3 separate regions of the Drosophila melanogaster genome follow, and regions 2 and 3 are each linked to region 1. The links are chromatin contacts, called in public Hi-C maps. All regions are on one chromosome and are shown on one strand. The core of a region is the stretch at or near the end of the contact, and the rest is flanking DNA. Distances in the headings are between cores, read along the strand shown. Region 1 overlaps CG42238. Region 2 holds the start of lncRNA:CR44606 (long non-coding RNA:CR44606). Region 3 holds the start of Nthl1 (Nth-like DNA glycosylase 1).

Region 1 (2,700 bases), core at 83-2,582:
CGATGATTTGTTTAGAGGCGTGGGGGTTTAGGGGGTGGGGTGGTAACTCACGCATACTGGAAAATCCGTTTCGTTTTGACATTTATTGTTTTTAATAGTCTCGAGAGCTAGGGAATTTTATGGCACATCCTCGAGCGATAAAAATCTTTACTGCCCTGGGGTACATGCATATGGTTTATTCGTCGTTCCTTCGTTCAATAAGAGCCGAAGGTAAATAAAGTAGGGGATAAAAAGAAAAAGGCCTTGGAATTAGCCGGGCCACCTCATAAAGTGAAAAGTGTCATAAAAATTAGTCAAGAAATCACGCTGCCCACTCCCAATTTGTATTTCTTCGGACGGCTCTTTTCGTTTCTTTCGGACTTTAAATATTTCAGTTCCTTTCGGTTATTTGGTTGTTTGTTCTGACACATTTGTATGCTAATGAGGGAGCGGGATATGGAGGTTGTTTGGCTTGGGTAGGTGCTTCCGGCGGGATTCCCTTGGTCTTTTTACCACTGACTGAAATCTATCAGGTTTTTGACGAGGGTTTCGGGCGGGAAATCGCTTTCGGAGGATAATGCATTCAGCTCAGGTCTTGCATATCGAAGTGGCCGCTGATAAAGGATTTGGGAAGTAGTTTAAGCCATTTGGACGGGGTCATAAATTGAATTATAATTCAGGCATACAACATTTTTTCTGTCTGTCTGCCTGTGAGCTTATGTATGCCTAATGTTCTTCGGATTAAGGTCTTTGGGTTGAGTTGTTTTATTTTTTCTCCGCCAGAGCGTATTTCTTGGGTCTTAAGTCCTAAGCACTGCACTTCGGTTGGATGAATCAGCTCGAGTTGAAAACAATAATAATAAACCATGAAAATATGAACTTTAAAGTGTGTTTCCAGGAATGGCTCCTAGCTTTTAACTAAGATATCTGGGGATACAAATTGTGAAATGTAAAGGGCGGCGACGTTGAGTTGAGGTCGACTTGCACAGTCAATGTCTAAAATAATAATGCTTTATATCTAGGTACCACGAATTACACGAAAATTAAACACTTTCCTATCCACTTGAGCCAACCCTTTGATTTCTTTCCGATTACCTATCCCAGATTTCCCATTCTTTGTGTATGTACATATTTCCATCGAATAGCTTTGGTTATCTATAAATAACATTTTGCTTGCCTTTCTTATCAACTTCCGCTTCTTAATGTCTCTCCAACCAAATTGCAGCCAAACTCTTAGTTTTCCTCTCCCCTCTTCTCGTCGTCTTTTGTCGCCCACCCATCTCTTTTACTGCGGCCCGTCCCTTTCTAGCAAATGGCTTCTATGGCTGTCTTATCCTTCAATGTGTGTGCGAGCTCGGGTGTGTAACAAAGATATCAATGGCAACGGAAAAAAAAAAATTAGGGAGGAGTGGGAGGACAACCTTGAACCTTGAACCCTAGAAAAAAACAGGCACGGCTCATTTCCGTAGCGGGTCAAACAAAGACAAATACACGCGGCTAAAGCGAGATAGAAAGATCTAATGCCACAAATCTAAAATCCACAAATGCCACAAAAAGTCAATAAATGTGCGCCTTTGCTTAGTATTATCAACAGCTCGTTAGGAGCCTCAGAAAATTGACCAAAAATGGGTATATACCATAGTTATATATATATTGTAGATGAAGGAAAAGACAGTGGCAGGGAAAGACAATCAGATGAGAGGAAAAACTAAGACAAACAAAAGACGCACGAAACTGAAAGAGAATTAAGTGAGGCCTGGCAAAAAGTAAATGAGGAAAAAAGAAAGTTCCGCAATTCCTCTTGTTCTTGGGCACTTTTTTTGTTCCCAGCAATTATCCGCTGGTCAAACAAAAGTCATTAAATTGCGGAAATCGGGTCACCAAACCGACAACAAACCCAACTAAACGAGGGGCAAAAAAGAAAAAATAAGCAGACAAACGGAGGCGAAAAACCCCGAAAAACATTCGAAAAAAACATACGACTAAATTGTGAATTTATTTACATTTAATTGCATCTAAGTTACAAAACAAAAGCGCTTTGTCAGCCTTGTCTCTGAAATTATATTTTAATGTGTGGCCCCGCTTAATTGTGATGATGATGATGTCCCTCTATTTCTACTTTTTAACTTTTCTTGGTTGCCTCAGTGTCGAGATAATAATGATGATATGACTCATTAACCTCGACGCATGACCCGGGCAAATTAGAACTACTAGAAGATTCATTCCAGCCTCGAAGACACCATTTGTTTACACTTCACAGCAAGGAATACCTCAATTTTAAATTATATTTTCATTCCATGCAGACCGATTAAGAAACCCACTGTTTTTATGTTTTAATTTGTTGGTAAAAGTGAAAAAGTGAAGAAAAAAGGTTTACCACATTATTTTGTTTCGGCACATTTTTTTTTTCTGCCCAAAACTCGCTTCCCTGTAGCTCAGTGTAACAAATATTGAAGAGCATATGAGCGATATAGATACATATTTAAGCTGTCTGTGGCAACCCGGCCTGTTTGAGCTGTAAGTGTCTTTTGAGGCCGTGTTTTATTGCTGCTAAGTTCGCTTGTTGACTCTGGCTGAGTCATCATCTCGCGGTTCGTCGGTTTGATGTTAGAAGTTGCCCGTTCTCGAGCCCCCAAAAACCCCTACTCTCTTTCGAAAAACAGCACTTAGCTGACATATTTTCCTTTGTAAAACTTAATGGTCTAGATAAAGTTCGGTCGG
Region 2 (2,700 bases), core at 96-2,595, 92 kb after region 1:
ACGCCCTTTGGCTGTGGACGAAAATCAATTAATACTCATTTCTACTGCTGAAGATTCGGATTGAGACGACAACTAGACAATAAAAGTCACTGGTTCATCTGAAAATAGAATTGCCATCATATTGCATCATATTCTTATTTTCCTCACCAATAACCACTGCGAAAATGCACACAAAAATTCAATTTAACATCACGGTGGAAAAGCAAACAGAAGCTTGTTTTTCGCAAAATAAAAAGGTTATCTTCATTTCTGCCAGGGATTACAAATGCAATTCATTTGTTTGAATTTAAATCTGTTTGCTGTGTGACACTCCATCTATTTACAAAGGCCGAAATAAAAATAAACAAATTGGTGAACTGCAAAGCACAATCAAATTCGAAGGCCTGGCTGAAATTGCAAGATATCAATCCAAGACATTTGCCGATTTCCCTTAATTTATACACATATTGATTGCCGTAAAAGATTTTCGCTTTTCGCCAAAAGAACAAAAACATTGAGATAGGATTACTGTGATGGTGGTGGTGAAGGAAAACCAAAGCACTTTTCCAGCTAACCCAATCACAGCAGCAATAAATCTGGCACACACTCAGCACTCGCAATATAAAAAATGCATAGATAAATGTACACTGCCAAAAATCTGCCCCCCACTTGTGTACACATAGTAGGCCAAAAGCATTGGTATCCGTTTGAAGGCGCTTTCAATTAAGCGATAATAGCGATGTATTAACTACTTTTGGATTTATTTCTGTATAATCTTTCAATTGTTTTCTGTGTACGTCCATGAAGAACCAGAGATTTTGGGCGTGTGCACTTGGGACGGGTGGCACTTGGGCGGACAAGGCCCAAGGACTCTCAAGTGACGGGAATAATCCGCTTGGCGCTTAAATGCAAACAAGTGTAGTTCTGTGTATGTAAATACTAATAGATGATTATGTAGTTGAGCAAACACCAACAAACACCCACGAACACCCACCCACAAGCAACGGCAACAACATCGGTCACACATAGTTACATGTACACAAAGTGCACTCAACCGGGGAAAGCTCCATTTGTACTTCAGTTGTTGGCTTGTGGGGCGGATTTGTTGCCTTGAGGTCATTATATCGAAAACAGCAGTTGCCCAAAATGCTCCCAAAAGCTTTTGTATGACAATTCCCCCAACTGCCGGGGGCGGAGGTCACCGGTCTGCAGTTGGGTTTGCTGCATTACATGCTTCAATTACAACAGCAGCGCCGGGAACTGCTCCAAATTCGAATGTGAAACATGGAAAAAGTTATACCAAACATGGAAATGTATGTCATTGACTAAATGACAAATCACTTGACAGTTTTTCTATTCTCACACAATTTAGTGCTGTGAACTGCTGGGTGCAACTGTAGACAGCCAATGTCTCTAATTGCAGAGGGCCTAGCGAACAAAACATATATAATATAACGGAATAAGCTGTTCTGCAATATTTTAGCAAGGCATATAAAATTCTTTAACGGGTCTCTCAATGACATTATAACTTTCTTTACTGACAGTAAGCTAATTTGTTGTCCTGTTTTAATGACCGGAAACGGTTCCAAAAAATGTTGCACTCCTGTTCGTTCAGCCGTGTTGGTGTGTGTGTGTGCTCGAGTTTGTGGCCCAAAACTCAAAACACAAAGCGATTGAGATTTCTATGCATTTCAAAACCATGCCACCAACACACACGCACTCGAGAGGCACAAAGCTGTCAAAGACAAAATTACAAATGCTAACCAAAAATGGAAAATGAAAATGGGGTGAAAAGGCCAAAAGCAAATATCAAAAGCGAAACATCAACTCAAAGCCGCTCAAAAAACCTCAAATTATTGAGGTTTATGGAAAGTCCGACGACGCGCAGAAGTATGCTACAGCTTTTACGCTAAATCAAAATTCCTATTCGAAAGAAGAACAAAGTTGAAAGAAACCAAGTATTAAATACAACAACTAATTGATATTGAAGTGTATATATATTTGGGCAACACGTGTAAAACCTAACTTAAATTTGTTGTGAGGCCCACCGAAAGGGTCAACAAAAGTGAGTTATTAAATGTGAGTCCAGACAGAGATTAAGCCATAAGCCCACTCCGTTCGCTATTGATAACGGCAAATCGTTGGCTCCTCGGTGGCAGCTTCCCCACCATCGGCACCCCATCGTCATCATCTTCACCACCATCATCATCATCATCAGCGTCATCGGAGCGAACAACTTCATCGGCGTCTGAGCGTCGGAGACGCCACAAAAGGTTATCTCCGTGTCAATTTATATTTGTTCGACGGGCCATTATATTTATTGTTAATGTCCCTGCTCGTGTGTGCGGCTGCATATGTGCCCCTGCTATGTAGTTTGCATGTTTTCCTATGAATAATAAATACGTTTTGGTAATCGTAAACGTTGCCGTTGCACTTTTGACCCCAAGCTGCTGTTCGAGTCGAAAGAATTACTTTTCTATCCACTGCAAAGCACTTTTACACGGCAAAAAAAAAAAAAAATAAAGGGCACGATAGAAACATTATATTCATATAGAGTACTCATGTATAATCAACAACATTCTATTTTAGCATCTAAGTATATAAGTATATACATATGGCCCATTTTGATTTTTCCTGTGCACTTGTCTGCGGTATCAGTTTTACCAACAGGGCGTGAACAATTTTATTACTTCGATGACCCCTCCACACGTAGGTCGAATT
Region 3 (2,700 bases), core at 82-2,581, 110 kb after region 1:
GAGAGACCCATTGCTGTTGCCACCCAACACCTTGTCGTTGACAGATCTGCAAAATAACAATAGATTTTTACTCTTTGCCCAATGGCAACCCGTTGTATGTCACATGCTCAACTCGCTTGTCAAGTAACATCGATATGCAAAGGGATCCCCATTACCTGTGGACCTCCAGATAGAGTCCGTTAATGTTCATGGACGACTCGGGATCCATCCTGTTTTGAAGATAACGCACTCGCTGTTCCCATTTTTATCGTAACAATATTTACCGAAAAATCACAATTAAAATTTATGTCAGTCTACATAAAGAATTATATATCAGTGAACTAAAATGGGAGACCTGCCAAAAGTTTGAAGTTTTGAGGCTGTCAACTTTTTCAGTGCTATAGTGATTGAACAACGCTCCAGTAGCCAATCCTTTGTTAAAAATATAAAAAAAAATAGAACCCTGTGGAAAGATAACGATATCCGTTGTTCCCCAAAAGCAAATATGTATATCCAAAGATGAACATACATTTGTTTTAAGCGTTTATTAACTCAGCTTTACTTTAGCTATACTTAAGCTACTTACCCATCAGATTAAAAACAAGAGAGAATGCTATAGTCGAGTTCCCTCGCACAGCTGGAAGTGTGAACGAGAAATTTCAATATTTTTTGGAATATTGGTAGAAATTGGAAACAAAATAATAAAATAAAAATTTAAATGTTGCTGAGAATGTGGGCGTGACAGGTTTACGCGGCTTGTGGGCGTAAAGTATTTTGGCATATAAATTTACAAAACTAACATAAAAATCAAAAAATAGTAAAACATTTTTCAAAAGTTTGGGCATGACAATTTCGGGCTGTTTATGGGCGTTAGATTGGAAATCGGTTCTACAAAATTGCGCTACGTCTATGTCTCTAGAACCACTGTTCTTAATCTCAACCTTCTAGCTTTTATAGTTCCTGGGATCTCGACGTTCATACTAGATCGACTGATCCTGATCAAGAATATATATATATGTAGTTGGTCGGAAACGCTTCCTTCTGCTTATTACTTACTTTTCAACGAATCTAGTATACGAATATCGGGTATAAAATTTATTTTAAATATCTTTGTTAAATTTTATGAGCTGTTGATAACGAAATCGAAAAGTTTGTACTTTTTTTTAAATCAAGTGCATTAAAATTAAATTTGTGGCTTAAAATGTATTGTAATAGCTTATAACTTATTATGCTGTAGCATACGAAAAATGGTTCTTAAAATCCTAACTTGCATGAGTTGAATATTTCGAAATTTCAAATGTTCCCGGCTACTTAGTTGTAAAGTGTGGCCGTTTCTCCTACATCGAAATCGATAGGTTCGAAATGTAAACAAACATGGAAACTGAAACTGAAGCGCAGAAATTGTATTAGCTATGGCCAAAAATGTAAAGAAATTAACGTTGGCCAACAAGTTGGCAAAACGCGGAGATCTTATAAAACCCACGGAAATAAAAAGTCGTCCAAATAGGGCGGATAACGTGAGGGTAGGCGGAAATGCATGATAAACAATGAAATTGATACTCAAGACGCAGTTTCTAAATCTTCCAGGATATAGAGGATCTGGTTGGTGTATCTGCTGGCGCAGCAGGATCGAGTAGCTCAGTGTTCTTCTCCCCCGTGCAAACCCGCAAGCAGCGTCTCTTAAATGGGGAAGCCGTGAAGAAAACTAACATTAAAATGGAGCCCTTGTCTCCAGCTCGAGTGGCACCCAAAAAGTTTAGAAAGGATGATCGCATGGTAACCAGAGTTCAAATGGGTTCGGCTACTGTGGTCATATGCAAGGTGGTCCCTGATGCTGTGGACTCCCCAGTGAGAGTGGATAAGATAAGAGAGGAGGTGGAACCCCAAATAAAACAGGAAGCTCCGGAGGATTCCCCTTCTTTTTCTGAGGTGCAAGCACCACATCCTTTGTGGTTTAACCACCTAGAAAACATTCGCATTATGAGAAACTCCAGAACTGCGCCAGTGGACACCATGGGATGCCACCGATGCGCCGATTTAAAAGCAGACTCGAAGGTATTTCCAATAAGTGGAATTAAGTACATAGAAGAATATGTTACAAGCAAACAACTTCCTTGCAGACCCAGCGCTTCCAAAACTTAGTGGCATTGATGCTGTCCAGTCAAACCAAAGACCAAACTACTTATGAAGCCATGAATCGCCTTAAAGACCGAGGTCTAACTCCACTGAAAGTAAAGGAAATGCCAGTGACTGAACTCGAGAATTTACTGCATCCCGTATCCTTCTACAAGGTTTGGTGGAATTAATAATAAATAAATATATCGCACTTACTCTCGATCTCTTCCAGAACAAAGCTAAATACCTCAAGCAAACCGTGGAGATACTGACGGACAAGTATGGTTCGGACATTCCAGATAATGTCAAGGACCTTGTAGCTCTTCCAGGAGTTGGCCCCAAGATGGCCCATATATGCATGGCAGTGGCCTGGAACAAGATAACCGGAATCGGAGTGGACGTCCACGTCCACCGCCTTTCTAACAGGCTGGGCTGGGTGCCGAAGCCCACCAAGGAGCCCGAGCAAACCCGTGTGGCGTTGGAGAAGTGGCTGCCATTCAGCCTCTGGTCAGAGGTCAATCATTTGTTCGTGGGATTCGGACAAACCATTTGCACCCCAGTGAAGCCAAATTGTGGGGAGTGCCTGAACAAGGACATTTGTCCTTC

The links. A called contact is a pair of places that touch in the nucleus more often than the background predicts.
Region 2: a contact with region 1 is called in a Hi-C map of the Kc167 cell line, with 1.9 times the contacts expected there. The contact joins the promoter of lncRNA:CR44606 here to the enhancer-like site in region 1. A contact is called at or near these places in 25 of 107 Hi-C or Micro-C datasets (the D17-c3 cell line, the Kc167 cell line, the S2 cell line and 9 more) and 1 of 6 datasets of contacts at active chromatin or transcription factors (the Kc167 cell line).
Region 3: a Hi-C map of the Kc167 cell line shows a contact between it and region 1, with 2.4 times the contacts expected there. The contact joins the promoter of Nthl1 here to the enhancer-like site in region 1. A contact is called at or near these places in 12 of 107 Hi-C or Micro-C datasets (the D17-c3 cell line, the Kc167 cell line, the S2 cell line and 6 more) and 1 of 6 datasets of contacts at active chromatin or transcription factors (the Kc167 cell line).

What each region holds. Positions count from the first base shown.
Region 1 is chr2L:21,038,538-21,041,237 of dm6, reverse strand. All of the region lies in intron 2 of CG42238, which reads left to right. Among named protein-coding and RNA genes, the nearest start is that of snoRNA:Me28S-C2789, 5.1 kb to the right of the region's middle. Within about 2 kb of position 1,332, at least 13 of the 39 cell types and tissues checked have an H3K27ac peak or open chromatin away from gene starts, as enhancers often do. A contact at or near this core is called in the Kc167 cell line, the S2 cell line, embryo and 2 more, where this site is marked.
Region 2 is chr2L:20,946,815-20,949,514 of dm6, reverse strand. lncRNA:CR44606 (long non-coding RNA:CR44606) reads left to right here and starts at 1,345. Exons shown (of 1, transcript NR_124408.1): 1 at 1,345-2,380.
Region 3 is chr2L:20,926,491-20,929,190 of dm6, reverse strand. It overlaps Nthl1 (Nth-like DNA glycosylase 1), which reads left to right and starts at 1,331. Exons shown (of 4, transcript NM_136234.3): 1 at 1,331-1,502; 2 at 1,567-2,034; 3 at 2,100-2,270; 4 at 2,327-2,700. The coding sequence starts at 1,392. It also overlaps the pseudogene CR33319.